7 separate regions of the Mus musculus genome follow, and regions 2, 3, 4, 5, 6 and 7 are each linked to region 1. Evidence: chromatin contacts called from public HiChIP or PLAC-seq and promoter capture Hi-C data. All regions are on one chromosome and are shown on one strand. Each heading gives the region's core, a stretch centred on a gene start, on an enhancer-like site or on the middle of the called end of the contact. The rest is flanking DNA. Distances are from core to core; before and after follow the strand shown. Region 1 holds the start of Dolpp1 (dolichyl pyrophosphate phosphatase 1). Region 2 holds the start of Ptges (prostaglandin E synthase). Region 3 overlaps Prrx2 (paired related homeobox 2). Region 4 holds the start of Prrx2 (paired related homeobox 2). Region 5 holds the start of Asb6 (ankyrin repeat and SOCS box-containing 6). Region 6 holds the start of Sptan1 (spectrin alpha, non-erythrocytic 1). Region 7 overlaps Gm39783 (a long non-coding RNA gene).

Region 1 (3,916 bases), core at 801-3,300:
TGCAGGGACATTACTGCAGCTCCCTGAACACACTGTGCTGTCCTACTTCTGGACCCATACATACACACGTGGCTTCCCCCACCTAGGATGCTGCCTAGGTGAACTCAAAAAACAAAAGCTAAGAGGCAGCACAGCCACAATCACAAGGGTGAGAGCCTGCTGAGATGTGTGACTGGGACATGGTGACCCACTGGCTAGTGTAAGTAGCTGTGTGGGGCCTCTCTTTGCCCTCTGTACTTTAGGGTAGTGACAAGGTCTCCATAACCTACTGTCTTGAGTGTAGCAATGTAGGACACGCCACAGGACTCAGGCATGAAGGAAGCATGTTCAGTGTAGTGAGCGACATCAAGTGCAGGGGTACCTTGCCAGATATCCTCGGGCTCAACCAGCCCCCACAGCACACACAGCCTTGTATGTGTTATGGTGTTCACAGCTGCAGGCTCTTCTCACCTGAAAGGCCATGAGCCCTCCAAGAAGCTACTCTGACGCCAAGGACGGAGAGTCGGGAAGCTGTGGAGACCCCAGTCAGGTCTCTCCCCTTCACCAGGCCTGTTTTCCCTCCTCAGGGGCAGAGACTTTCCATAGAACAAGAGTGCAGGGACTTCATCATTCCAAACCCCGAGCTGGCCCAGGGCCTTGCACCCGGGAGATGCTATGCTAAGGGAATGCAGAATGAATGGATGGATGGGTGGTTGGGTAATGAACAGGCACTTTGATAGGGCCCATCCCTGGACTGCCACACCTTAAGTATAACCCAGAACACCCAGAGGCAAAGTTCTCCTGGCCTGTGGCCCTGTGTTCTCAGCAGACCCAAGTTCTCAGGCCCTCTACCCAAGAGGACAGGCCCTTCCTGGACAACCAGAGGCCAGCAAGGGGGCCCCGGCTGCTCAGCAACAAACATTTATCCAGGGAGGGTGCTGGCAAGCTAGAGAGATAAACTACAGGTATTTACTGGGTGTCCACTGTGGGCCAGGCTCTGTGCCCAGCACCTCTTAGGCCTGTGGTCATTTGAGTCACACACCATTACAGAAAGGAGACACTGTACTTGGAGCCACTTAAGATGAAGTGACTGGAGGGGTGGTGCCTACCCTGGAGCCCGGAAACGTCTCACCCCAAGGCCTAAGCTCCGCTCCGCTCCACTCTATGGAGCCGAGCCGGAACTTCAGAACCATGGCTAATGGACCTTCCCACCAGAGAGGCGGGCACTCCCAGAGGCGTGTCAGATGGAAGCTCTTACAAGTCAGGCTCCCAGGGGCTGCATGCCCCCTTGGCGGCTGGCCTCTGCCGCGCTGCTCAGGGCGTGGCGCCGCAAATTCTCCCAAACCTGGCCTGGGTTTGCACACTCCCTGCAACTGGGAGCTTTCTCCAGTGAGCAGCCCGCAGCGTAGTGAAGGAAACTGTCACTCCCTGCACAGCCGAGCAGGAGTGCGGCCTCTCTGGCTCGGGGGAGGGCGGGGCACAAGGGACAAAGTCCAGGCCCAGATCCTCGCCCGCCCTATCCAGACCCTCCCCCGGCCCAGGACAGCCCACCAGCACCCCGGGACCCCGGAGAGCGACTCGGCCGCGCAGCCGCAGAGCACACGAGCGAGCCGCTCGCAATTTCTCCCTGCTCATCGCCGCCTCACTGCGCCTGCGCGGCGCGCGCGCCGGCCGAGCCCCTCCAAGGCTCGCTGTTTGACAGTTCCCACCGCGGTTCCAAGGCGCCCCGAAGGCGGTCCGCGCGGCCCGGAACGCCCGGGGCTGTGGCGGCAGCTCGAGGAGAACGTCCTCGGAGCCGGGGCAGGCTCTTACCTGCAGGGTATTCGACGTGGGTGAGGGTCACTGGCCGCCATGAAGCGGGGAGCGAGCACTGTCCGTCCGCTGCCATCTTACCCGGAGACCGGGCTTCGCAGAGCAGCCAATGGGGAGCAAGGGGGGCGGTGGTCCTGACCTATCACGCCGGGGAGACGCCACGCACCCAATCCGAGGCCGATTGCAGGTAGTGGCGCAGCCATTCAGTGTGCAGGTCGTGAGGCTGGCCCGTGCGGCGAATCAGAGAGCGGGGACTCGCGCAGCTTTGCCAGTGTCCAATCCCGTGCGAGTTCAGGTAGTTGACTAACCAATCAAGAGAATGGAGCACTCGCAGCGCAGGACAGAGCGCAGAACAGCCAATCAAAAGGTAAGCTTAGCTCGGCGTGTGGGAAGGGCGAGCCAATCAGGCGCTATCTCGGGGGGCGTGTTGTACTTTGGTGGGAGCTTTGGTTAGGCTGGCACCTGCGCCCAGAGTTAAAGCTCCTGAGAACCCAGAGCGCAGTGGAGGAGCAGCCTCAGCACCACCGGGTCTCAACCGACCCATTTGGAAAACAAAAATGTGTTCCTCACTATGAAGGCTAGGCTTGCCCCAGCATCATTCTGCCTCGTCCTCCAGGTTCTGGCTTCCTGTCCATAAATGTAAACTGAAGTCAAAGACCTAGTGCAGTTTTTTATTGCCCTTTACTGACAGACAAGAGGTGCAGTTCCGCAAAGGAACTTTTCTGTTAAAAAAAAATTATTGGTCCTCACTTCTGGGATGTAGCACATATTGTAGATATCTTAGATGGGATGCTATACGTTTCAATTACGCCGTAGCGTAGTGAGGCCACTTGGGACCATTTTCAGTATAATCCAGATGTTCCATCTACCCTTCTCTGTTTCCCCATTCTTGAAGAAACATTCTTGAAGAAACAGCCACACCTCCCACCCACGTCCCCTTTCTGAACCAACTCTCTCCAGACAGACCTACTTACTGTCTAGGCCAGATTCCAATTCCTCAAATTTCTCTGCAAGGAATGGGCACACACACTCCTGCCCCATTTGCCTGGCCCAGGCTGACTTGTCAGTTCATAGCTTCAGGTTCTGAAAATTAAGAGAAGGGCCTCCACAGAAGCAGGGGGATCTCTGTGAGTTGGAAGCCAGTCTGGGCTACCTCAGAAAGGGGGTGGGGGAGTTCCAGTGGTCTCCCACAATTGCACCTCCTTTGCCTACCTCATCTCTGGCTACACTTGACTGTAATTATTTCCTTGTCTGCCTCTGCCAGTATGCAACGGTTCTCTGACCTCTGACTAAGGCCCAGAGCATGTACAGTAAAAAAATAAAAATAAAAGCAGGTTCCGGGTCTGCCTTAGACCTGGGGGTACCCAGTAGGTCTAGGTTGGAGCCTTGGCCCTCCATATTCTATGTTCTGAGGTCACTAGCTACAGTGGCTTAGTCTGGCAGCCCGTGGAAGCCAGAATTGTAGGTTACTCTAAGTAGGCTGGGGACTCAGAATCCCCCAGTGGTGTTCAGCTTGTCTTCCGTCTCCCTACCCAGCCTGAACTTATCCAGCTGGGCCCACCTCCTAGTCACCTGCCCTTAGCTCTCTCTCTCAGGCAAAGTCATTATTAGCCTTTGAAAGAAAGAGGTGTGAGACGTGGTCATGAGCTTCCTAGAATAGTTCTCTGAGAGAGAGGGCACCCATGGAAGGTCAGGCTGCCTTGCCCTTCTTCAGAGTCCCAGAAACACAGAGAGAGCATCCCTAAGGAAGTGACAAGATGAAGAACTGAAAATGTGTGGGAGTTATTGGGGCGAGTCTCCAGCAGGAAGAAAAGCTGGACTTCTTGTGGGGGAGGTGGGTGGGGCTGAGCCACTGAGTCTCTGAGGGAATAGCTGGTGCTGAGGGTACAGAAAGCTCTGAGGGTAAGTAAATAATGAAGGAATCTTTTTCCCCCCGAGGCAGGGTCTCAGTGTGTAAACTTGACTGGCCTGGAACTCATTATGTAGATGTTGTGCAGATCTCAAACTCACTGAGATCCACCTGCCACTGCCTCCCAAGTGCTGAGACTAATGGTATGGTCCGCCACACACACTTGCTTTTGCTATTTTTTAATTATATAAAATATTTAGCTGGGTGGACACCCTA
Region 2 (3,916 bases), core at 844-3,343, 510 kb before region 1:
TGTGTGTCCAAGGTTGACCTTGAATATCTGATCCTCCTGTCTCTACCTCTGGAGTGCCATTTTGATGGTTGGCTCTGTGTGCGTGTGCGTGCACACACACATATACATTCAAGGACCATGGCGTAAGTATGGAGGTCAGAGGAGCCAGCTCATCGCCGAGCTTTTTGACCTGAAGCAGATCCCTGGCAAGGAGAGCAGAAAGCTGGCCTCGTGCCCAGATCCCCATCCTGTACCCACAAATAAAACCTGCTTTAGAACAACCAGACCTTTCCATGGCCAGTTCCCTGGGAGATATTTATCTCTTATCTAGTACTGCTAAGCCTTGTGTGGTGACCCTGCGCTTAGGAAACACAAACACCTTGTCAAGCATATCTTTAGTTCAGATTGTAAATCAGGGAGAAGCCACCCACAGCCCCAGCAGCAAGGATTCCCTCCTGTCAATCCAGCTAGACAGGAACCCTCTTCTGAGTAGGGGGAAACGGAGGCTCTGGTGTCCTCAGCGAGGAAGAGCTACTGCGTAGCGGGTGCTCTGTATCCTCGTTTGTAGACATGAATATTTTTCCAACTTAATCCTTTTTACACTTATTATCCATGAGTATACTCTCCAGCAGAGGACAGCCTGCTTAGGTGGATTCTATCTTCCCACCATGTAGATCTGGGAGAGAATCTCACCTATTCAAGCTGGTGGAGTGTACCTTTCCCTACTGAGCCATCTCATCAGCCCTGACTTTTGAGACAGGGTTTATTTAATATATCCTAGGCTGGCCTCACGTTCACTATGTAACCAAGGATGGCCGGACATATATCTCCAACCAAGACCCTTATAGTTCCAGCAACTGCTATGGTGTGTGTGTGTGTGTGTGTGTGTGTGTGAGAGAGAGAGAGAGAGAGAGAGAGAGAGAGAGAGACAAGATAGTCAGTTTCATTTTATAGCTAGGGAAATTGGATCAGAGCCCAGAGCTACATTGGTGCTCTAAGGACTGGCTAAGTTTACAGCCGAGTGGGGTTCAGGCTAGTTGCCCCTAGATCTCTTGCTTTGAGGCATGCATGGCAGGCTGATGGTGATGTTCCTTTGGCCTGATTACTGTTCTTTACGATCTAGCTGACTGACGAAGGGAGCGAGCAGGGAAGGTGTGTATTTGTAATTTGCTGGCAGCAGAGGCAGGGGGATGCTCGGAGCTCACTGGCCCGTCAGGCTGGCAGAATGATGAGCTCTGGAGCAGTGGAAGATCAGACCTCAAAATGTAACAGGGCCAGGCTGTACTGGTGCATGCCCTTCGTCGCAGCACTGGAAGGGCCAAAGCAGGGAGCTCTCTGAGTTCCAGGCCATGGGGGGTAGATAGTGAGGTTCTCTCTCTCTCTCTCAAAAAAGGAAAAGAGAAAAGTTAGGTGCTTAGGCTAGTGAGACCTGAATGTGACTCACATGGCAGAACAAAACCATCATCAGCAAGTTATCTTCTGACTTTCATACAGGTACTGTGGCACACAATAAATAAATAAACATAATTTTAAAAGAAATTAAAAATTAAGATGGACATTGAGAAAGTCATGTGACAGCAGCTACTGGCTTCCACGCAAAGGTGCACACACGTGAATATCCCCACCCATATGCAAATACACACACACACACACACACACACACACACACACACACGAATTGGTAATTGGGGGTCTGTGTCCTGTTAGAGGATGGCAGAAGGATCTGTCTCCTCACCTTCCATCTTGCAGAGACAACCCACCTCCATGGCTGCATGTCCAGCATTACAGCGGCCACACATTAGCATAAATGCCCTGGTTCTCACGCTCTTTCGGAAGGTGGGCATGGGTCAGTGATATGCAGACTGGGGTCGGAGACCTGATGTTAAGTGAGAAAACACTCTATGTAGTCTGAGGCTTTCAAAAGAACAATGGTCCTGAGCCAAGGATGGCGTGGGACACCTCCATTCCTCTGCTTCCCACCCCCCACCCGGACACTTGGAGCAGAAGTCTCTGGGTTCCTTCTTGACTTGAGCAGGGGGCCTGCTGCGGGTGATCAGGGTGGGCGGGGAGTGGGCGGGGGTGACCGCCTACTCAGGACTTGGCCCGCCTCCTCCTCTCCATAAGCCGCCTGTGGGACAGTCTCACTCTCAGTCCCGGTGTCCCCGAGTTGAAGTCCAGGCCGGCTAGCCGAGATGCCTTCCCCGGGCCTGGTGATGGAGAGCGGCCAGGTGCTCCCGGCCTTTCTGCTCTGCAGCACACTGCTGGTCATCAAGATGTACGCGGTGGCTGTCATCACAGGCCAGATGAGGCTGCGGAAGAAGGTACGTTCGCTGGTGGAGTGGGGGGGGGGGGGGGCGCTGGAGGAGAAGGGGATCAGCACTCTGCTGGCTTTTCCCTGCAAGAAAAGTCTAGGGACTGAAAAAACGTGGCCGAGATGTGTATGCCGGCGTGCGGTGGGAGCTGCTTCAAGGCTGCCGCCACCACAGCCCTTCTGGGAGCTGGCTTAGCCTTCAGCTCCTGAACCCTCTTGGTTTGAGAGTACTGGGGGGCTCCCTTGCGAGTGGAGCACAGGGACTCTTGACAGCGAGAGGTGTCTGGACCTGGCAGTTTCCCGGCAGGCAGGGAGATCTCATATCTGGGTGGAGTGGGAACCCGCAACGCAGGAGCCTAAGAAGTCTTTCCGTGGAAATTCCCACTCCCCATGGACGCCGCACACACTTGTGGCACCCTAGAGGGTGCCTTGAGGGACCACAGACATTCTCTGGTCCCAGTCCCGGCAAAGAAACCAAAGTAAAAGAACCTACGTGGAGCTGGTGGGAGTGGCCAGGGCTCCCAGACCCCTTCTAGGGGTCCATTGGAAGCGCCTAGAAAGTAGAAGCAGTGAATCATCTGCCCTTTACAGACACTTCCCCCTAAACCAACATCTGTCCAGCCCAGAGGCGAGGGACTCGGAGTACGGGGATGGGACGGGGTGGGCCGCTTGCCCTCCTGCCAGGTTCAGCCCCTGCCTGGGGCAGGTACTGACAGGAATGAAGGCAGGGCCACCCCTGACTGACTGACTGTCTCTCATTCTTCTGCTTTGGTTTGTCCTGGGACACAGATGCCAGGGAGAGATAGCTACATTCTGTTCTTGTCCCTTCTGTAGGGCCCCCAAAGTTGAGCACTAAGTCACCACCAGGAAGGCAGTAGGAGTTAGCTTACCCTGGTTTTCCAGTGAGTTAAGGAGAGGTCTGCCTACTATGGGATCCTTCCATCCCCTTTGAAGTTAACTCTGGCTCCCGAGCCTGACTTCCTCTAGGGCTCCTCTCCCCATGGGAGATGCAGGGGTGGAGGAAAGCCTTCTCTGCTTTGGGCCCTGGGCTCCTCTATTTCTGCCAAGTGGGACCAGGGAATCACACTCTGCATTGAGAGGACGGGAGCCGGCTCAGGATCCTCTCCCCAGCAGCCTGGAGATGTGGCTCTGAGAGGAAGCTGGAGACTTGAATGGTGAACACACCACCCATGCTGGTCCTTAAGACTGGTTCCTACTGGAATCTGCTGTGAACAGGAGCAGCCGCAGGTCTTTCCTGGAAGTGCATGCTGAGTGCCCCTTGACCCACTAGAGGTGGCTCCCTGATAGCTCATTACAGGAACTCCACTGGTGGCAAAGCTGGGCCCTCAGAGTTGGGGTTTCCGAGCCAGGAGGGAGGAATTCTGGGTAGGAGATCCTGGCCTTTTTCTTCGTCATTTTACATTTTTCTCAGGCAGGGCTCATCTACCAGCTCCAGGGACAGCCGGAAGTGAAGCTTGAGCCTCGCTCCCCTCACAGTTTAGACAGGTTGATTGTGACGTCACCAGAGTTGATGGGGGAGTTTTGCCGAGGCCCTCAAAGACAGAAGTGTGACCTTGGGCTCCCCAGCTTTCCCAATGAGGCCCCGCTGCTCCATTTCATCCTGAG
Region 3 (3,916 bases), core at 772-3,271, 470 kb before region 1:
TCAAATCCCAGATTTACTCCCTGCTGGAAGACCAGGAGTGAGTGTCCTGAGCTTCAGCCTAGCAAAGAGGACAGCAGGAATCCCTCCACCCACCCCCCAATACAAGGGGATGGATTAATATATACTTGCTGTTCTTAAAACAGTGTCTGTGTCAGAGAACTCTCTGGTTAGCATATTTATTTATCTGAAGGTGTTGTTGAACCCATTCAAATGCCACTGTTCCTTCAAGTTAAATTGCCACCATCTTACAAGTGACTAGGCTAGGCTTGTTGGCCGTTGACAGTGCCTCACAGGAGGAGTAAGGTCACTGGACCCTCACCTGAATGGTCCAGTCTATCGTCCCAGACATTTGTATGCAATTTTGCAGTAATAGCACATGGCCCTGGGGCAGGGGCTCCAAAAGGTCAGAGAGTACATAGATTGGAGGAGGTTAAGTGTGTGTGTGTCCTCTATCTATGAAGCTTTGGGAAGTCATCATCATTACTGCGTGAAGACTTTCCAGTGTGGCTGCTTTAGGGTCCTCGGCACTCCCATAAGCAGCCTCTCATGCATGCTCTGTAAGTAAGCCCAATACACTCATTGCCTCCCCACGGTGAACTTTGGTTTGACAATCTTATAAGGAAGGGGTGGGTGTTGCTTAAGTCTCCCCAAGAAAGACATTCCAGAAACACCCACATTTGCCATGTCTTAGGCAAGTTACTTTAACTGCCCTCTCTAAATGGCTGTTTCTAACTTGGAATTTGCAGAGAAAAGGGTGCCAGGAACACAGAGGTCTCGCTCCTAGGTATCTCTTAGCATCTCAGAGATCAGCTCCCTCCTTCCTATGATACTTCATGGCGAAAGGAGTAGAAATGCAGGAACACACACACAAAGGAGTGGAAATGCAGGAACACACACATGCATACATGTGCATGTTCACACACATATATGCACAAACACACATGTGCACACAGACACATGCATGCATGTGCATGCTCATGCACATACATGCACATACACACATGCACACATGGACACTCACACACACACACACATGCACATACACAGGGCAAGTCCACCAGCTTCACTGATTTTCTGAAGTTTGATGCTAAGCACCTAGTCCCCAGAGCCTTCAGGCACAAATTGGATTCTATCTCTAAACCATTGTTCCCTCTCTGCCTCCACCCCTGTTCTTTGGATCTCAGTTTCTCTGAGAAGTGGGCTTATGAGTCGTCCTCTAAGGTTTTGGAAGAGGTTTAGGGGTTGCTGGAGTTCTTGGAGTTTGGACTGTCCCCAGCCCTGGCTACTTGGCCTCTGCAAACGCCTGGGGTGTCTCCACCCAACAGCATCAAGAAGCAATTGGTTTGGTCTGGAGAGATGGCTCAGTGGTTAAGAGCACTGACTGCTCTTCCAGAGGTCCTGAGTTCAATTCCCAGTAACCACATGGTGGCTCACAGCCATCTGTAATGGCCCTCTTCTGGTGTGTGGACAAATAAATAAATAAATAAATAAATAAATAAATAAATAAATAAATAAAAAAGCAATTGGCTTGTTGGGTAGGGATAGGCAGCCCTCCTTTCTCTCCTACATCAGAACCAGGGAGCTTGGAGTCTCCTCAGAGCTGGACCACTCTTTCCCAACCACTCAACAGAAAGGATGCAAACCACACCCACTTCCCTCCCCTAAGAACAAGGCAAGCACCTCTTCAGGAGCCAACCTGGGCTAGCCTGGCCTCCCCGGAGATGGGTTTTACCCACATTGTTTTCTTCTCTCCTCTACCAACCTAGGACATAGTAGGTCACACTTGGAAGCCCAGAGACCATCGCAAAGCTGGAATGGGGACATCAGAGTTGGGGCTGCAGGTGTGTCGCTGGGCCAGGCCTCAATGAGATCCCTTGTTCTGGTCTGGTGGATGACAGACAAGCCCATGGCAGAATCGGGGTTTCAAAGCCGCACCCCCTTTTCTCCTCCCCTTCCCAACTGGCAGCCCCTAAGATGACTCAGCTTTAAAACAGCTTATGCAGGATTTAAGCAAACAAACTCTGGGGGCGGGAGGGTCCTCAGCACGCAAGGAGCAGGAACGGCTGAGGGCTGGCTTTTGGGATGCCCCTTCTCTCAGCCGGTCCCGAGTCCTGTTCTCGTCACTCCGGCCTGGGGTCGCAGGACCCCGGGGACCGCGCCCTCAGACGCCTGCCATGTGTGCGCCAGGCCGAGCGTGCGAGCCGCCGGGGCGGCCAGGGCGGCGCCGCCACATCTGGTTCCAGGCGCGGCCCTGGCGCCGGCCTCGCCGCAGCCCCGCGGCCCAGACACCGTTAACAGCCTGGCGCGCCCTGCCCTGTCGCATCCCGGGTACTACCGTCACCATCCCCATCCCCCACCACGGCCCAGGAAGGGAAACTGAGGCTGGGAGGTCCTATGGAGAAATGGCACAGCAGAGAAGGCACTGGGCTAGACCCCATCCTCGGCTGTAAGACACCCTGTCACCCCAAAGTAGCAGTCATGCAGCCCCTCCTTCTCCGGGACCCTTAGACCTTGCGCCTAGAGGATGTGAGGTTTTGTGGGATGCTCCAGGATCGTGGGTGACCAAACTCCATCCATTCGCCAGCAGAGCTCCAGAGAACAACCAGGTTCTTTGGTGTGCCTGAGAGCTGCCCTGCCCTACAAAGGCCTTTCTGGGCATCAAAGGAAGAGCCTAGTTGGTCTGTAGACGAGACTATGATCTTTAGGGGCAGTCTGTCACACTCCAGTATCTGGTGATAGATTGCAGTTAGCTACAACGGGCTACTGAGTGGCAGTCCTGGCACCTCTGGCTGCTCACAACGACACATATGTGCTTGCACACTGCGAGGGCTTCTTGTCTCTGGCTCCTGCAGTTTTTCTACAGAGGGGCTTTCTAAGGAGGTGGGGCCACATCAAAGCCAGCACTCACCTTTTTCTGAGCTGCACACTGGCAGAACAGAAGAACCCGGCCCCATTCATTCACCCCCAAACCCACTTGGGAGACTTGCTCACCCAGGAATGAGAAAGTCTGGATTGTAGAACAAAACCAATTTGCAGACTTGTGAGGAGGGAAGGTGCTCTCCCATGGGAGGTTAATGCCCTGCCCTGAGACCCGTACAGACAGTTTTACTCTCAGTTAATCCACCTGCAGGGGATGGGCGGGTCAGGAGTCACGTTCTCTTGACCACTATTCTAAGAAGTGGAAGTGGGAGGGGGCATGGAGGGTGTGTGTGTGTCTGTATGTGAAAGAGAGACAGAGACAAAGAGACAGAGACTAAGAGACAGAGAGACAGAGACAAAGAGACAGAGACAGGCTGGGGCTGGGGCAGCTGGCCATCAGGGACCATTCATCAACTTATCTGTCACCTCCTCATCCTGGCTCTCCAGAAAGGCCACTTTATGTGGTTTCTGGTGACCGAACTCAAGTGGCCAAGTTTGTGCGGCAAATACTTTACCGCTCTGTACGGTAGAGGGCCTGTGGCAGATTCTGACCACTGACCCTTGTCACCTTGGCTAACTTCCACAACATGCCTCTCAGACGGGAAGCTCTTAAGGGTGTGCAGATCGCGGATGTCCTTTCTGAACTGAAAGGCTGAGAGCGCCCTTGAGACTTACAGAGTGACCTTGGGCTCTCATGAGCTCTGGCCTGAGCTGAGCTGGGCCTGACCACCTGCCTGGAGAGTGTAGAATATCTCTGCGCTGCTGGTCACCCCAAAAGCTTCACTGTGGGTGCTGAAGTTCTACCTTAGACCTCTCTGAGCTAGCCTAGATACACTCCCATCACCGCCCCCAACACACACACACACACACACACACACACACACACACACAAGGTGAGGCATTTGATGAAACACCCTCAATTTAATTCCCAGAACCCATGGTAGAAAGCTAAATCAGTCCTCCTTTGACTTCCATACGTATACAAATGCCCACTGTC
Region 4 (3,916 bases), core at 638-3,137, 450 kb before region 1:
CATGGCGATGCCTCTGCCCCCTCACCATCAATGCAGCGACCTCTCGGCTCCCTCGCTCTACCCCTTCCTCCTCTCCCATCACCTTAATTTTTCCCCTCTGTTCTGCCCCACACCCCTCAGTCATCAAGGTGAAATCAGAGAACTCGGAGCTCTATGGCACCTCACTCTACCTCTGGCCGGATCCGGCCCCCTTCCCTCTCCTTTTCCATCAAGGATCTAAAAGCTGACTCCCAGGGCTGTCAGCTCAGTCATCATCCATCACCCAACACCCGAGGGAAGAGAGCAGCCAGGCCCCTACAAATGGTGGGAAGTGGACACCAGCACAGAAGGCAGGGGCCTCTCGGGGCTGAGTGACATGCCTGCCTGGCAGCAGCAGGGGGTTATCAGAAGGTGCTCCGTGGATGTTTCAGGACACATGTGCTCACAGCCTGGCTTTGAGACAGTGTCACTGTCATCACTGGCACCTGAGAGCAGAGGCTCCCAGCTTGCTTGAGCATCCCTCTAACCATGATCTTCCACAGGAAGTGGAGTCCTTAGGGTGGGTGGGAAGGTGTGGGGGGCGGATACCAACCCCTGTTCTGTCAGCTCCCCACACAAACTCCCTCTTCTTTGAAAAGCTGAGCTGAGGACTTTATAATCCTGTGTGACTTTGTGTGTGTGTGTGTGTGTGTGTGTGTGTGTGTGTGTGTGTGCGCGCGCGCGCGTGGTGGTATTGGGTGGACTGGTTGTTTTTAAAGCCCCTTCCAGATGACCTTTAACCTCTGCTGGGGAAATAGGCCTAGCTAGCTGTCCTGAGAGATCCTCCACCCCAAACTGGTGGGCGTGGTTGTGCAGATATCTCCACCCCACAAACCCTCTGAAGACTTGTCTTAGTTTGAAGGTCCTAGACTAAGTTTGGCTTAGTGGCTCGGCCTCTCCACAGCCTCAGTTTCCCCCAGCAGCAAAGGCACCAGCTTCTGAGGGTAGGCTGGTATGGAGTGCAAGGGAAGCCAGCTTTCCCCAAGTCACACATCCTCAAGATTGTAAGTGGATCTGGTTCAAAGAGGGTCTCCCCTGAAGGAGGGACTTTTGAAACAACAGCAGGTCACCTCTCACCACACCACTGGACTGTGGTTTCTGTGATTGTGGCTCCCACTGTGAACAATCCAGTCCTCCAGTGCCCACAGCTGAGATCCTGCAGCTAGGGGGTTCCTTTAGCTGCTCTGGTCCACAGCCACAGTCTCGCAAACCCTGTGTCCCCACAGCCCAGGGATCCCACAGCCAGGGTTCAACAGTCCACTAGTCCTGCAGTCCATGGTCTCTGTAGCTGGGATCTTGGAGCTAGCTCTCTCTCTCTCTCTCTCTCTCTCTCTCTCTCTGTGTGTGTGTGTGTGTGTGTTGTCCCATTATCCGCCGATCCCACAGTCACAGTCGCACAAGCCAAAGACTCCACCAACTAAAAGTTCCAGAGCTAGTGGATCCTGCAGCCAGTGAACTCCTCAGCCCGAGTTACTTAAGGAAGGGATCCCTGGACCCGGAGTGCTGTAGTCCGAGTCCCGCCGCCCCTGCCCGGTTCCCACGCCGCACACTCACCGTCCTGCGGCGCCGCCTCGCTGCCGCTGCTGCCCCCGGACGGTTCGCGCGCCGCTCCCTCCCGCGCCTCGGCGGGCCCCGAAACGGGCCCCGCAGCCCTGCGCCCAGCAGCCGCCACCTCCTCCAGGTCCAGGAGGTGGCTCACCGAGAAGTTCTTGCGCGCCTGGGCGCAATCGCCGGGTGCGGGCGGGGGCCCCGGGCCGGGCGCTGGCGGGTCTAGGGCGAAGGCGGCGGCCGCGCTGTCCATGCCCTGGCCGCGCCTCTGCCGGCCGCCGCCGCCTCCCGCTGCTCACTGTGCCGGATCTCAAGTCAGTCGGTCGGGGACCCGAACTTTCTGCCCTCCCCTACGGGCGGACCGCTCACTAGCCAGCGGCCCGGGCCACACGCCCCTTGTCGGGGCGGACCTCGCCCCTGGCTCCCCTCCCCGCGTCCTGCGCCGTCCGGCGGGAGGCGGGGCCAGGCCGGGGTCCTCGGACTCCCAGAAGCAGTTTAGGGGGTGCCCAAATCCCGTGGGGAGGGGTCTTTAAATATCTCAACCAGAGTCTCTGGAGGTGATGGGTGGGGAATCCGCCTCTGTTTGTTGCATATTGGGGGTGGGGCACCCCAAGAAAGTTGACAGATCCTGTCCCCTCCAGTCCACTCCTTCTTAGACAGGGTCTCATATATTGCAGATTAGCCTCGAATTTGCTACGGAGCCAGGAGCGGCCTTGAACGCTTCCCAGATTGTCCCTCATTGTTCCCACACTGATGGAAAGAAGGAGAAGTTTTCGAGGACCACCCCGCTCCCTCCATGCCGAAAGGAAGGTTCGGGCATGGAGGCTGGGCCTTTTCTCTCATGTTGCAGTGGGTGACACTTATGCGCCTGTCCCCAGAATAGGTTCTCCTAAGGACCAACCAAGTAGGAAGGGGCGAGCTTCTGGGGTGCACAAGGAAGAGACTCAGCAAGGATCATAGATGAATGACAGCGGAGGGAAAGACAAACCAGGTCTATCTTTTATGTAACTTTTTCAAGAAAGACCAGAGAACCAGCGGGTGAGAAGAACGGAGACTCTTCAGGGCTCCAAATACCCCAAGTCTTACCCCAAAACTATTTTCACTCCCCTTGCTACTGCCAGAAAGACATGAAGTCATAGCACCAAAGAGAACACAAGGAGGTCTTCAGGGTGTCAGAGGCGGGCAGCAGGAAACCGTCTCGAGACCCACCCTGGAGACTCTGACCCACCCCGGGGTACCCTGAGTCTCTGCCAAGGACACAGGGATATTGCAAAGGGTCTGAGAAACGATCTAGCTCCTGTTCCCTTGCAGGACAGACCAGGAAAAGCTAAAGCTCATTTTAGTGCTCAGAGAACGACTGAAGTTGGCCTGTCCAAGCTCTTGTTTACTGCGCAAAGTGAGGTCCAGAGCCTATATACGTTGCATTAGGGTCTGGGGAGCGCTGTGGCCACAGTGGTATCCTTCATCTCATGTAGTCACCATTCAGAGCACGATGAGCAGAGATGTCCTACATCAATGCTCGGGCTCCAGCCTCCTGTGTTAATATCAAGACTGTGCTTGGACCTTGAGCAAGTATCTGAGACCCTAGTTTCCTTGATTGCCGAATAAATTATTGAGAGGAGTAAAGAAGTGGAGATGAGGGCAAGGGAGAAATGCTTGCTGTGTGAACACAATGTCACAAGTAAAGGCCAATCGCAGTGGCACCTGTAATCCCAGGGCTCCTACAGCAAGATGGGAGGCAGAAAGATGCGTTTATTGAGGACCAGAATGAGTCCCAGCATCCATGCTGGCCAGCTTACAATTACTTGTAATTCCAGTTCCAGGGGGATTCAACTTCACAGGTCAGAGCACTCACATGCACAAGGAGGGGCGGGGAGAGGGAGAGAGGGGGAGGGGGAGGGAAATATTAAAACATGACATAACTCTTATTTTTAAAAAGATTTGAGGCTGGAGAAATGGCTCAGTGGTTAAAAGCACTGACTGCTCTCCCAGAGGTCCTGAGTTCAATTCCCAGCAACCACATGGTGGCTCACAACCATCTGTAATGGGATCTGATGCCCTCTTCTGGTGTGTCTGAGGACAGCATCAGTGCACCCACATATATTAAATAAATAAATAAATCTTCTTAAAAAAATAAAAAGATTTTAAAAATTAAAAGATGGGAAGTAGAGACAAGCCCTTGGGCCAGCTAGCCTGGTATACAGTACTGAAGGGAGACCTTGCCTACACACATACATACACACACACATGCACACACATGATATACACACATGAAGATCAATTTTAAAACTAATTTCAGGGAGCTGGAGAGATGGCTCAGCAGTTAAGAGCACTGACTGCTCTTGTAGAA
Region 5 (3,916 bases), core at 572-3,071, 440 kb before region 1:
GAACCAGCTCAGCAGCCCAGTTCTTCTTACTCTGCCTGTCCCTTCTCTCAGACACTGGTGACATCAAGATGCCTTTCATTGGACCTCGGCCTGTGAGAGCCAGGCAAGTGATCAAGTCAGAGGTGAAGACTGGCTGGAGAGACGGATCAGCCATTAAAGGCTAGGCTAGGGGAAGATGGTGAGGCCAAGGCCAGAAGGACCACACCTAGATTCACCTGTTGCATGGGGTTTGTATTCTGCCCTCTGAGTTCCACTGAAGCTCTAGTCTGGGGACCTTCAAAGTGACCTTATTTGGAAGAAGGGTCTTGTAGATGTCAGGAGGCTAAACTACTGCTATTCTGGATCAGGGCAGCCTCCAAAGCCAAGTGCTGGAGCCACTGAGGAAAGGAGAAGTGACCTGGACAAAGGCACAGACCCAAAGCAGGAAGCCACGATGTCCAGTCTTCATGGTGCTGGGTATGGAACTCGAGGCATTCTGCTCGGTGAGCCAACTCCCAGGCCCAAAGGGGAACTTTTTTTTTTTTTTCCCCATGAATAGGGATGTTTTGCTTGCATGGCCATATGTGCATCACTTTTGTGCCTGTGCCCACAGCGTCCAGAAGAGGGCACCAGATCCCCTTGGCCTAGAGTTATGGGTGGCTGTGAGCCACTATGAGGGTGTTGGGAGCTGAACCTGGGCTGATCAAGATCTCTCCAGTAACCTGCCACCCTCCACCCGACTCCTCCCCCCTCTTGGAGATAGAGCCTCACTATGTAGTCCTGGCAGGCTAAGAACAGAACCTAGGTCCTTTGCAAGAGCAGCCAGTATTCCTAATTGCTGAGCCATCTCTCCAGCCCCTGTACAGATTTTTTCCCCATTATTCCCTTAACAACCCAATAAACAATGACCAACCTGGTGTTTACTCTGTTGGGTGCAGAGTCCCATAGAGCTGAAATAGGTCATGAGAGGAGCTGTGTACCCATTCTGTGTAAGATCCTTGGCCACTGGGTTTGGTGTCCTGGGCTATCCTGGAACCAAGCCTAGCATCCCAACACTTGAGAAGTGGAGGCAGGAAGGCTCTTGGTTAAAACAAAGAAGAAATTTTGTTCCAAGCCAGTAACTCTATGGCAGATGGCAGGTGCCAAGCAGAGAGAACACAAGCCCCCATAAGGGATTGGAGCTACACCTATGATGGTGCAGCCTCAGGACCATTGACACCTCCCCATAACTGACCTTTTTAGAGTCATCAGGGCCTTGCCGCAGGACTCAAAGTTGCAGCCACTCAAATTTGCGTAGGGGGACGCTACCTGGTACAGTCCTTTCTGCTATGTCAAAGCTTCCTCCTGCTCAGGGTCTAGGCAAGTGATATTATGCCAATTTTCCAGATCAGGACATGAAGGTTCACAGAGTCCCTCCAGTGAAAAGTGGGAAAAGTGGGCAGCCTGTTTGGCTAGGCGTCAAGGGACAGAGAATAAGGAACTGCCCCCAGCGTCTGTGGGGAAGAGTTGGGGTGCAAGATCCTCATTACGCCACTTGGTCTACACAGTGGAGAAACTGAGGTGGTTGCAGCCTTTCCTTAGAGAGTGGCCAAAGTCAAGTAGGCTGCAGAAAGTAGTGTTCAGGCTCCGAATAGGGCCTGTGTCACCTCGGATTGGAGCCAGTCAGTAGCGGGGCCGCATGCCCCGTCGGAGCTCAGACGCCCTTCAGCGGCCTCGCGGGGAATTTCAGTGCGGGGCGGAGCCGGACAGTGATGATCGCCGCGAGGTCCTCCCCGGCGGCAGGGGGCAGTGTGACTCACATGCTCCCTCAAAGGCCCGCACGGACCGGAAGTAGGAGTGGTAGGATAACTTCCGGTGCGGAACTGGGGCCTGGGAGGATTGCTCACCGGCGCGGGGTCTGAACCGGTAGATCGGGAGGTGGTGGCCTGTGGGTGTCGGAACACGCGGCCGACGCCATGCCGTTCTTGCACGGCTTCCGCAGGATCATCTTTGAGTACCAGCCCCTAGTGGACGCCATCCTTGGCGCCCTGGGCATCCAGGATCTGGAGCGGCAGGAGCCCCTGGATGAGTAAGTCGCTGCGGTCCTCTGTGGTTGTCGCAGCGGGAGTGGGAGCTGCGTGGCCGCGAGCTCGAGCTCCAGCCTGAGGCGGGCTCGGAGTGTCTTGTAGGGCAGAAGACCCGGGCCTCTGCTGCCTGTGCATGGATGCTGGAGACGTCCTGGCTGGGGCCGACCGGACTTTCGGCAGACAGCAGGCCTCTCCGAGAGCCTCTGGGGAAGCAAGCCGGTGTGGTCCGTGTGCCCTGTGCAGACCTCCTTGGGTACTCGGAGCGCTACGCCTTCGGAGTGCTTGTGCTACAGAGACAAGCGAGCACCCAGACCGGCATCGCGGTCTGAGATGCAGAGTAGGGTGGGGCAGAGGAGCTAGCAGTCTCACCAAGGATGTCTTTTCTAAACCACATCAGCCCTTTCCTCTGCGGCCTACTCTGTAAATGCAGTGCCAGGCGTTTTTAAGAACTCGGAGGCGGGGCCGCAGGGCTGCACAACAAGGCGCTACTGCCCTCCTTTGGCGGAGCCCAGCATATTTAGGAGGGCTGCCCCAGATAAGCGTTTTGTGTCCGGGCGTTGGTCAGATCTTAGGGCCCACCTGTTGCAAGAGGTCTGGTGGGTGAGATTAGGGCGAAGAGCAAGTAAGGCGCGTCGTGGCCAGGTGACTCTGAAGGTGGTGTTTGGGCCGTTGTCAGAGCTGGGGTAACATATGGAACAGCGTCCAGGCCCAAGATGCACTTAGTAGGTAGTTTTGTCTAGGAAGGGTGAGAGCTTTAGGGCTACCCTCAAGGTGGTGTGAGAGAAGATGGGGCAGAGCCAGCACTTTGACAGCATGCTGAAGGATGGCTTTGAAATCACTTAATGCTTTTGACCAAGAAAGAGTTGTGCCCCACAGAGCATGCGCAGCTTGTGTGGATGCTTGTGAAAGGGCACACAGGCTAGGGCCACTGGCCCCCGTGAGTTCCCACTTTCTCTGTTCTGCCTCTTGGTGCACAGTTCTGCTTCCAGCGAGGAGAGCCGGATCCTGGTCCTCACGGAGCTGCTGGAGCAGAAGGCTCACTCTCCATTCTACCAGGAAGGCGTGAGCAATGCGTTGCTGAAGATGGCTGAGCTGGGCCTGACCCGGGCAGCTGCTGTCCTTCTGCAGAGTGGGGCCAACCTCAATTTCGAAGGTCAGCAGCATCCTGAGGATGGGGGTGGGGTGAGGAGGACTAGGCAGCCAGGCCCAGCCACTGCTTTTCCTCCGGTCTTTGGGGTGACTTCCCTTGTTCTTTTCCTGTGGGTGTCTTTCTGGGGGCTCTTAGCGCCTCTACTCCCACATCTTCCAGATCAATCCTTCTACCATGTAGAGAATACACTGGCAATGCCCAGAGCTAAGGGCAGGTGATTTCTCTGCTCTGAGCTGTCCTGCAGGTTTTGCTCTGGCCCTAGAGGTGGGAAGATAAGCCACACTGGGCATCTGTTACAGCAGGCTGCATAGGTTCTTTACGCATCAGGAATGATGAAGGGCCAGCCACCTGTCCTGCCATTGGCTGTCACCCCTAGGAGGTAGGAGACAGGTAGGGCTGCCTATGAGCTTGTGGGGGTCAGTGCTGACCCCCACACAGGCCTTCATGCCTTTCATTGGAAAACAGGCTCAGAGACTACAGGGAACTTGGGAATCCTACAAGCTACAGATGTTGGGGAGGGGGGGTTATTCCAAAACCCATCCACATTATGGTCAAAGGGCCTGGCTGTGTGATACATGCAGAAGGCTGAGGCAGAAGGATCTCTAGCGACCTTGTGCTACCTAGCAAGGTCAGGGCTGCCAGAGCAAGGTAGTAGGGACCCTGGCTCAAGAAAACAAAGGCTGGCCTAGAGAGATGGCTCAGAGTGTTAAAAGCACTGACT
Region 6 (3,916 bases), core at 1,025-3,524, 430 kb after region 1:
TAAGAGCCATTTCTCAGTATCTGTAGAGGCCCCACCTTTGAGATGAAAGCAGAGAAGAAAAAAATAATAGAAAATTATAATCCAGGGAACTAAAAGATACACTTAATATGACTCTCCCTGCTTAAACCTGTTCATTAGATTACTTGACATCAGATTTCTCCAAGTATTAGATTACTACAAAGCATACAGCCAAGGCTAAAGGCACTACCAGAGAATAAGCCGGCTGCAGCAGCTCCTGCCTGCCATAGGTCCAGCTACTTTGGAAGCTAAGGGTGGAGAAATAAGCTTGAGTCCAGGATCTGAGACATATAACAAGGCCTCCTTTCTTTTAAGAGGGGTAAAAGTCCAGGGTGGTGGCAGCCAGGCTTGTTGGCAGGAGCAATGAGTTCAAGACCAGCTATACCCAACTACATAGATTCAGGATGAGCTACGGGTCAAGATCTTGTCTCAAAAGTAGGGAATAGAATTGCATATCTATATGTCTCCAGGCCTTGGGTTTATCATAAGAACTGTTTCACATTTGTCTGGTATAGGGCAAACTTTGAAATCCATCCTTTTTATCTAGGTCCCTGGATAACAGTCAACACACTTTGAGGGTCCCTTTGAGGAATTAATGACCCAGTTACTAAAAAAGGCTTATTGTTAATTTCCTGCAGGGGATCTACTGCAGCACATTTTTTTTTTCCAACTTTGACTTCAATTTGACCTTTAAAATCTAAGACATTTAGTATGAGTGGGAACCTTGGCTCAATGGCTTCATGCAACTCACTGTTGCTAGTGCTATTCTTAAGCTCTTGTTTCCTGGCTACAAGACACCCCCACCCTGCCATCTTTGATACATTCTGTTTTACTTAAGTCCAATTGCTATGACAACGCAATTTCTGAACACATTATTAAAATACTTCATATGGTTGGTTTCTCTTGTATTCCTTGACAGTCATAATAATTAGCTTTTTGAAAATACCAAGGGTAAAGAACAAACGACTTAAAATGTTTTGGGTCTCTATATAGAAAAACCTGATTATCTGAGAGGCTGAGGCAGGAAAATCCTGAGTTTGAGGCCGGCCTGAGCTATTCAGCAAATTCCAGGCCAGCTGGAGTTACACTGTAAGAGCCTGTAGAGAGAGGGACAGAGACAGAAACAGAGAGATGAAAGTCAACAAAGCCCTATGAAGTGTAGCAGTTCGAAATGATTTCACCCTTTCTGGGACATTCATTTAAAACACACCGACCCTTACTTACATAGAAGCCCTCTTGATGTGTGTGTGTGTGTGTGTGTTTGTGTGTGTGCGCGCGCGTGTGTGCATATGTGTGTGTGTAATTCTAGTACCTGAGAGGATTTTAAAATCAAATTTTTCCTGGAGAAGCATTTCATCAAATTTGCAGGGATAGCTTCAGACAAAAGACTGTTCTATCACTTCACACTGGCACAGCAGTAGAATTTGACCAAAAAAAAACCCCCAAAAAACAAAAAACCCAGAAGCCTTCGACTTAATGTCTTATATAGAAAGAAAAGAGCTGTAAGCTATTAAGTTATTTATTGGATTTGGATCTCCTCCAACCAAGCGGCACCGCATCTAACTATTATACTGGAGCAGGTCGGCACTGGAGAGAAAAGACATTTATTACCAGGAAAGAAAAAGGAGGCCTTTCTGCGGCCGGAGGGCCCGGGACCGCCACACAGGATGAAATTAAGGTCAGCGAGCCCTTCACTGCAGACAGGAGGCTCCGAGAGGTGCGAGCGCCGCAGTTGCGGGCGACGGGCGGTGCGGGGGCGCTCGCGGGTGGGTGCTGCCGAGGACCACCCCCCGCCACCTGCCGCGACGGGTGGGGCCGCGGGCGCAGGAAGGGGCCTTCGCGTACCTTCGGCGGACCGTGACACTCCAGGTCGCCGCCCGGCTCTGCCGCGCCCCGCAGCCCACGCGCCACAAAAGGCGGCGGCGGGGGCCCACGGAGCCGCCCGCGAGGCTCCGCAGCTCATCTGTCCACATCGCTCCGGTGCTCGGCCTCCCGCGGCCTTTCCCTTCCCGCCCACCGCCCTTTCTTACCGGCTCCTGGGGGTGAGGGGCGTGGGTCGCCGCGCTGAGGGCTGCTGAGGAAAAAGATGCGCCGCCGCGGCCCCTGCCTCACGCCGTTCGCTCCGCAGCGGATAGTGACGGCGGCGCGCGCGCACTGTGGCTTTTATAAGCGGCCGCGCGCGCCCCCGCGGCGGCCGAGCGCGAGCGTGAGGGAAGTGCCCCGGTTGGCGACGCGAGAGGCGGGACTCGCTGCTCCACTGCAGTACGGAGAGGACCGAGCGCGTCCGGAAGGAGCCGAAGCTGCGGGGCGGGGTGGTGGGGGTTGGGGTAAAGGACGGGAACGCGCTTGCGAGGGGTGCGGGGCGCGGCACAGAGCGGAGCAGCCGCCGCAGCCGCCCGCCGCGGCGTGGGACCCGAGCAATCCTGCCCCGCCCAGTCCGCCCTGCAGAGAATCTGTGCCGCACCCCTCCGCCCTGGGAGCCCTTCCGAGACTGCGGCGAAGGGCAGGGCGGGGCCCGCCGCCGCAGTCAGGCTGGGGATGTTGCTGCCCTGGCCGGAAAGACGCCCTGTCCCTTTCGGATGATCTCACTGGAATGTTGGCTCCCTCTTTGCACTTTTTCTGGGGGAGGCTTGGCTCTGGAAGACCCAAGTCTGCCTGTTCTGGTGGGGGATGGGGCCAAAAAAAAAAAAAAAAGATGATATAAGGATCCGTGTTTGAGGAGGTGGTAGGGAAAAAAATCCCGGTTAGGGAAAAAAAAAAAAAAAAAAAAGACTGATTTGTGGCGTAAGACTTTATTTCAGGATATGGAGAATTCTTCAGCAATCTTCCTGTTGCCAGTAGACAGAGTGTATTCGTCCCAGTTGATAAACGACATTACTATTTCTTTCCCCAGTATTAATTGAACTTTGCTGTTTAGCTGACACCGCACGTGCTTTGGGCTTTTAATCTCTGCTCTTATTTTACAAGGTAGATGTTGCCTTTCCCATTTTACAAATTAGCATCCTGATGACATAGAAGGTAGCTCTCTCCCCAGGTCAAGCACGAAGCAGCAATCAGAGAACCTAAGATTTGAACACAAGCGTTAAGCAAGTGGGTGCTAGACTTCTGAGAAAAGGAAAACACAATTTCTGTAATTTTTTTCTTATACACAACCCTTTTCAGGGCCTGGCTCTGAACTAAACTCTGTAGCCAGGCTCCCCTACTGCAAAAGCTCTTTCCCTTCCTCCATTTTGGGTGACAGCTGTGTGGCAACCATTGGAGTAGCACCCAGCTCATTCCTGTGTAGTCAGGCAGCTCTGCCAGGCATCAGCCTCCTGGTTACCAAGCCACCCTCCTATTTAAATAATTATAAAGAACTGGGCATTGCTCCAGAACTGGGATGAGGCCCAGTCCCAAGCTTCCTGGTCCTCTGCACTTTGGTTTCTGCTGAGCCTAGGATCTGCAAGGTGACTTCTAAGCTACTCTGACTGTAGGCATGATGGTGAAAGAACATTCCTAGTCATTTTCCTTGGAGAGGAGAGATTTAAAAAATAAAAAAAATAAAATAAAAAGGGAGTGGCCACAGCTCAGCGGCAGCTTCACAGACTCCTGAGATCCAAAAGGCAGGTGCTTGGAGGACAGCATTTAATGCCATCTTCTTTACAGAGAAAACTGGTTGAGGAGCTACTTCCTGGACTGGGCTTTTTTTCCTTTTCTTTTTTGTTTTTCCAGACAGGATTTCCCTTTGTAGTTTTGGCTGTCGTGAAACTTGCTCTGTAGACCAGGCAGGCCTCAAACACAGAGATCCCCCTGCCTCTTTCTCCTGAGTGGTGGGATGAAAGGCATGCAGAAATGCTGTGCATTTCTGAAAACAGCTGATGGTGACCATAGTAACCACCTCTTCAGTCAGCTGCAGCAA
Region 7 (3,916 bases), core at 488-2,987, 390 kb before region 1:
TGAAGCCAGCCTGGCCTACAGGGCAAGCTTCAGGACAGCCAGGGCTACAAAGAGAAACCTGCCTGTAAAAAAAAAACAAAATAAAAAGATACATAAACAAATAAATAAAACTTGGCTGGGCATGGTTGTACAGGCCTTTAACCCAGCACTCAGGAGACAGAGGCAGGTAGGTGGATCTCTGTGAGTCAGAGGCCAGTCTGGTCTACATAACAAATTGCAGACCACCCAAGGATACATAATGAGACCCTGTCTTAAAAAACGAAACATAAAATAGATAATAATAAAAGTAAAATAAAATCTAAGAGGAGGATTTGCTTTCATAGCTCATAGCTCATAGCTCATTAAGCAGGGGGCATCCTGTAGAGCAAGGCGGCGAGGGGAGGGGCTCTCGGTGGACCCAGGGCCTAAGTGGTGGGGTCCTGGCCAGATGACAAAGTGGACATCCAACAGGAAAAGAGAATTGCCCTCAATGTCTCTGTGTCTTTTTCTGAAACATATTTATATTTATTTATTTGTTTTGTGTGTGTGTTATCATAAACAAATAATATATAATTTATTTGTGTGTGTGTGGGGGGGGGCATGAATGTGCCTGTGCGCACACCTGAGGTGCTCAGGACGAGACCTTAGAGGGCTTCTCCTCCACCCTAACTCTGTCTAGACCTGCAGGCCTCTGGGCCTGATCTCCTAAATTTGCCCTCTGTGGTGCAGTCTTCTCTAAACCCACTGCCTACAGCACATTTTCAGGGGAGCCGTTGCCTCCCAACACACTGCTCCCTCTGTCTGCAATGCTCCCTTGTGCTCTGTATTTGGCTGTTGGAAAGCTGTAGCCTCCCCCAGGTAGCCTTCCTTGACTTCTTTCCCAGTGGAGTGATTGTTCCTCAAAGTGCCATGGTGCCTTCCTCCCGAGTGCTCCTGTGCCCTACAAGCCATATCCATATGTCACTGGTAAACATCCCTCTTCCCTCAGGGATGTGTGTCTCTTGAGGGCACCTGGAAGGCATGGAGCCAGCCCAAGAGCTGGGACCCAGAACACTTCGTTTTTTTTGTTTGCTTGTTTTTATTTTGGTTTTTGGTTTTTTCAAGACAGGGTTTTTCTGTGTAGTCCTGGCTGTCCTGGAACTCACTCTGTAGACCAGGCTGGCCTTGAACTCAGAAATCCACCTGCCTCTGCCTCCCAAGTGCTGGGATTAAAGGTGTGCGCCACCTCTGCCCGGCCAGAACCCTTCTGTTGAGTGAATGCAGATGTCTGGGTGCCAGAGGCTGATCAATGGCAGGTGTGCAGGGGCAGGTGTGCGGGGGCAGGTGTGCGGGGGCAGGTGTGCAGTGGTAGGTGTGCATTGGCAGGTGTGCAGGGGAAGGTGTGCAGTGTGTAAATGTTTGGCCAAGACCAAACCTTGGGGAATGAAAATGGACTGAGTGTGCCAGTCTCGAGGGAGGTCTCAGGTCCTAAGAATGCCTGGCTGTGGGGGAGGGGAAAGAGTGACCTTAGAAGAGTGACCTCAGGAGATAAGAGGGACAGGAGGGAGAGAGAGAGAGAGAGAGAGAGAGAGAGAGAGAGAGAGAGAGAGAGAGAGAGAGAGAGAGATTGTGCACAAGCCTGCAGGCTAGGCATACACTGGCTCTTGCCTCCATGACCTCTCTGTGACCCCCACCTGCACAGCCTGGGCCTCTCCACAGAATAGGAGGAGGGGCTGAGATCTCCCAGTGTCTCCAGGGGACCAGTGCACACCGCTGAACAGCCATTCTGTCCAACATCCCCATCCCCCAACTTTTGCCTGGGTCTTGCCTCAGGCCAGGCAGAGGTCAGGGAAAGGGCTGCCCTCCTCCCGCTGGCTGAGCACGAGACACCTCCTACTGTGTTGCTTTGAGACATTCACTCCACCTCTCTGACCTTAATCCTGGGCTACACTGGACTTGCTACAGCGGTGTAGGTTAGAACGGGCTTCCTCCAGCCTTGACACAGTGGCTGGGCTGTAGCTCATTGGTGGAGTGTTTGTCGAGTGCACAAAGCCCTGAGCAGCTTTTCGGGCATCTCATGAACCCATCGTGGTAACAAGCACCTGCGATTCCAGCACTAGGGAATTGGAGGCAGGAGAGTTGAAGTTCAAGGTTATCCTTGGCTGCATAGAGAGTTCAAGTCTCTGCTTGCCTTTTATCTCAGCGCTTCCCATCTCTGTGAAATTGAGACAGGCTTGGTTTACAGAGCGGGTTCCAGGCCAGCGCGAGCTACCTAGGGAGACCCTGTCTCAGACAAGACTCTGAGCGGAGGTGGTGGACAAGCTTTTCTTTCCTCCTTCCCACATTCAGGACCCTGCAGAATGTCCCTGAATGTCCCTGATATAGACTAGGATGGAGCCATGTGTTCTTCTCTAGGTCTCTAGGCACTAGGTGGTCAATGTAGGCTTGCTGTAAGTATCCAGGGGTTCCAATCCTCCACTCTGGGCCTCAGTTTCCTTAGCAGGCATCTCTGTCATTGAGTCCCTTAGCTCAGAACTGGTGCCTTTGTAGTCTCTGCCACACGCTCTCGGACAGTCCCCTCTCTTGAGTTTTAACCTCCCTGAGGCCTGGGGTCCGACTTTCTCCCTTTGCCTGTGCCTTCTCTCTTGGTCTTCCAGCTCCTGGTCACTAGAGAGGGACTTTGAATACAACCCTGTGCTGGACAGAGTCAAGCAGTCCGGTTTCTCTTTGCTTTTTTGTGATGCTAGAAGTGAACCTACTTCCTTTGCATACTCAGGCAGGTGCCGCACCTCCCATACAAAGGCAGTTCTTAGTGTGGCCTCAAGGCTTAACACAGCACAGTTGGAGCCTTCTCCATCTCTTCCTGAAGTGCATGCCCCAGCTCCCTGTCCGTTCCAAGACCTGCCTGCTCAAAGGTCACTCATCCCTAGCTTCTCTCCCAGGGGTCACATAGCCTTAGCCTGGCATCTCATACATCCAGACCATCAAAGTTAGCCAGCCTCACCTACTGTACCCCACCCAACCCCCGTGAGGCCTCCATATCTATTCTGCCTTGTTCTTGGCTCCACCGGGTACTGTGTTCAGCATCTTCTCTCTCCAGGGCAGAGATCTTTGAGGTTACCCTAGTTAGCTTTCGATTCCTATGATAAACACCATGACCAAAAGGCACCTGGGGAGGGACAGGTCTATTATTAATCACACTCCATCCCTGAGGGAAGCCAGGGCAGGAACTCGAGCCAGAAACCAACGCAGAGGCCATGGAGGAGTGCTGCCTGCTGGCTTGTTCCTCATCTCTTGCTCAGTCTGTTTCTTACAGCTCAGGGGTCGCACCACCCACAGTGTGCTGGGCCTATGACACCAATCACTAAGAAAATGCCCCACAAGCCAATCTTGATGTTCTATCTTCTCAATGGTGCTAGCCTACTACCTGCCCTCAGGGAAGGGCCTGTGTTGGCTGTATCACTTGAGACTCATACCTCTTCCATGAGTTTTGCTTCTGGGGGTTGGGGGGGGGGGAGCCTGTCCTAAGGCCTAGGAGGAATCCAGTCTACACTTAACTACTGTGTGTCCTTAGGCAGAGCTCCTACCTCTCTGTGCCCTGGATCCTCATGTATAAACTAGAGATCATGCTGGCCCTGATGCAGGGGCAGGGGAGACGCTCCCATGGCTCATGGCATCAGGCTCAGCATAGGCAGGTAGCTGTCACCTTCACCCTGCTGTGATGTTGATGAAGATGGAGGACATGGTCTCTCCAAGGGCATGCTGCATCTGGTTTGCTGTAGGCCTTAAGAGAATCTGTAGAGAGTACTTAGAGGGCCTGCCTGGAGGGGGTGAGGAGGTAGGGGTGGGGTCTGTGCATGTGAGTATGTGTGGAGCCAGCAGGAGAACCTTCAAAGGGGGAGGGATGGAAGGGAGGAGGGGTGGAACGGAGGAGGGAAGAGGGATGGGAGATAGGACG

What was found. Promoter capture Hi-C pulls out the DNA fragments that hold promoters and counts their contacts. HiChIP or PLAC-seq counts read pairs in DNA pulled down with a chosen protein or histone mark. Capture Hi-C pulls out chosen DNA fragments and counts their contacts.
Region 2: a contact with region 1 is called in an HNF4G HiChIP or PLAC-seq map of pancreatic cancer cells. The contact joins the promoter of Ptges here to the promoter of Dolpp1 in region 1. A contact is called at or near these places in 4 of 39 promoter capture datasets (the C10 cell line, cranial neural crest, hippocampal neurons and 1 more), 5 of 115 datasets of contacts at active chromatin or transcription factors (embryonic basal ganglia, embryonic midbrain, embryonic stem cells and 2 more) and 2 of 9 other capture datasets (adipose tissue and embryonic stem cells).
Region 3: an HNF4G HiChIP or PLAC-seq map of pancreatic cancer cells shows a contact between it and region 1. The contact joins the enhancer-like site here to the promoter of Dolpp1 in region 1. A contact is called at or near these places in 4 of 39 promoter capture datasets (the SN4741 cell line, cranial neural crest, embryonic stem cells and 1 more), 6 of 115 datasets of contacts at active chromatin or transcription factors (embryonic basal ganglia, embryonic forebrain, embryonic midbrain and 3 more) and 2 of 9 other capture datasets (adipose tissue and embryonic stem cells).
Region 4: a FOXA1 HiChIP or PLAC-seq map of pancreatic cancer cells shows a contact between it and region 1. The contact joins the promoter of Prrx2 here to the promoter of Dolpp1 in region 1. A contact is called at or near these places in 6 of 39 promoter capture datasets (the C10 cell line, cranial neural crest, frontonasal cranial neural crest and 3 more), 9 of 115 datasets of contacts at active chromatin or transcription factors (embryonic basal ganglia, embryonic forebrain, embryonic hindbrain and 6 more) and 2 of 9 other capture datasets (adipose tissue and liver).
Region 5: a contact with region 1 is called in a promoter capture Hi-C map of liver. The contact joins the promoter of Asb6 here to the promoter of Dolpp1 in region 1. A contact is called at or near these places in 10 of 39 promoter capture datasets (the C10 cell line, the HPC-7 cell line, the SN4741 cell line and 7 more), 1 of 15 datasets of contacts at CTCF or cohesin (large pre-B cells), 3 of 484 Hi-C or Micro-C datasets (B cells, CD4 T cells and bone marrow-derived macrophages), 21 of 115 datasets of contacts at active chromatin or transcription factors (bone marrow-derived macrophages, double positive thymocytes, effector CD8 T cells and 14 more) and 4 of 9 other capture datasets (adipose tissue, embryonic stem cells, liver and 1 more).
Region 6: a contact with region 1 is called in a promoter capture Hi-C map of embryonic stem cells, with 2.6 times the contacts expected there. The contact joins the promoter of Sptan1 here to the promoter of Dolpp1 in region 1. A contact is called at or near these places in 5 of 39 promoter capture datasets (the C10 cell line, cranial neural crest, embryonic stem cells and 1 more) and 1 of 9 other capture datasets (liver).
Region 7: a contact with region 1 is called in a promoter capture Hi-C map of trophoblast stem cells, with 4 times the contacts expected there. The contact joins the enhancer-like site here to the promoter of Dolpp1 in region 1. A contact is called at or near these places in 10 of 39 promoter capture datasets (the C10 cell line, the HPC-7 cell line, HPC-7-derived erythroid cells and 7 more), 6 of 115 datasets of contacts at active chromatin or transcription factors (astrocytes, bone marrow-derived macrophages, embryonic basal ganglia and 2 more) and 3 of 9 other capture datasets (adipose tissue, liver and pancreatic islet).

Annotation. Positions count from the first base shown.
Region 1 is chr2:30,390,388-30,394,303 of GRCm38.p6, reverse strand. It overlaps Dolpp1 (dolichyl pyrophosphate phosphatase 1), which reads right to left and starts at 2,050. Exons shown (of 8, transcript NM_020329.4): 1 at 1,792-2,050. The coding sequence starts at 1,867.
Region 2 is chr2:30,901,474-30,905,389 of GRCm38.p6, reverse strand. Ptges (prostaglandin E synthase) reads left to right here and starts at 2,093. Exons shown (of 3, transcript NM_022415.3): 1 at 2,093-2,300. The coding sequence starts at 2,172. It overlaps Gm52550 (a long non-coding RNA gene), which reads right to left and starts at 2,135. Exons shown (of 3, transcript XR_003954020.1): 1 at 2,071-2,135; 2 at 1,740-1,855; 3 at 916-1,362.
Region 3 is chr2:30,863,371-30,867,286 of GRCm38.p6, reverse strand. All of the region lies in intron 1 of Prrx2 (paired related homeobox 2), which reads right to left. Among named protein-coding and RNA genes, the nearest start is that of Prrx2, 20 kb to the right of the region's middle. Within about 2 kb of position 2,021, at least 100 of the 459 cell types and tissues checked have an H3K27ac peak or open chromatin away from gene starts, as enhancers often do. A contact at or near this core is called in the SN4741 cell line, embryonic stem cells and pancreatic cancer cells, where this site is marked.
Region 4 is chr2:30,843,338-30,847,253 of GRCm38.p6, reverse strand. Prrx2 (paired related homeobox 2) reads right to left here and starts at 1,887. Exons shown (of 4, transcript NM_009116.2): 1 at 1,573-1,887. The coding sequence starts at 1,819.
Region 5 is chr2:30,826,205-30,830,120 of GRCm38.p6, reverse strand. Asb6 (ankyrin repeat and SOCS box-containing 6) reads left to right here and starts at 1,821. Exons shown (of 6, transcript NM_133346.2): 1 at 1,821-2,047; 2 at 3,023-3,198. The coding sequence starts at 1,935.
Region 6 is chr2:29,963,918-29,967,833 of GRCm38.p6, reverse strand. It overlaps Sptan1 (spectrin alpha, non-erythrocytic 1), which reads right to left and starts at 2,274. Exons shown (of 57, transcript NM_001177667.1): 1 at 2,049-2,274.
Region 7 is chr2:30,777,307-30,781,222 of GRCm38.p6, reverse strand. The region is part of intron 3 of Gm39783 (a long non-coding RNA gene); the gene reads right to left. Among named protein-coding and RNA genes, the nearest start is that of Gm39783, 7.7 kb to the right of the region's middle. Within about 2 kb of position 1,737, at least 26 of the 459 cell types and tissues checked have an H3K27ac peak or open chromatin away from gene starts, as enhancers often do. A contact at or near this core is called in trophoblast stem cells, where this site is marked.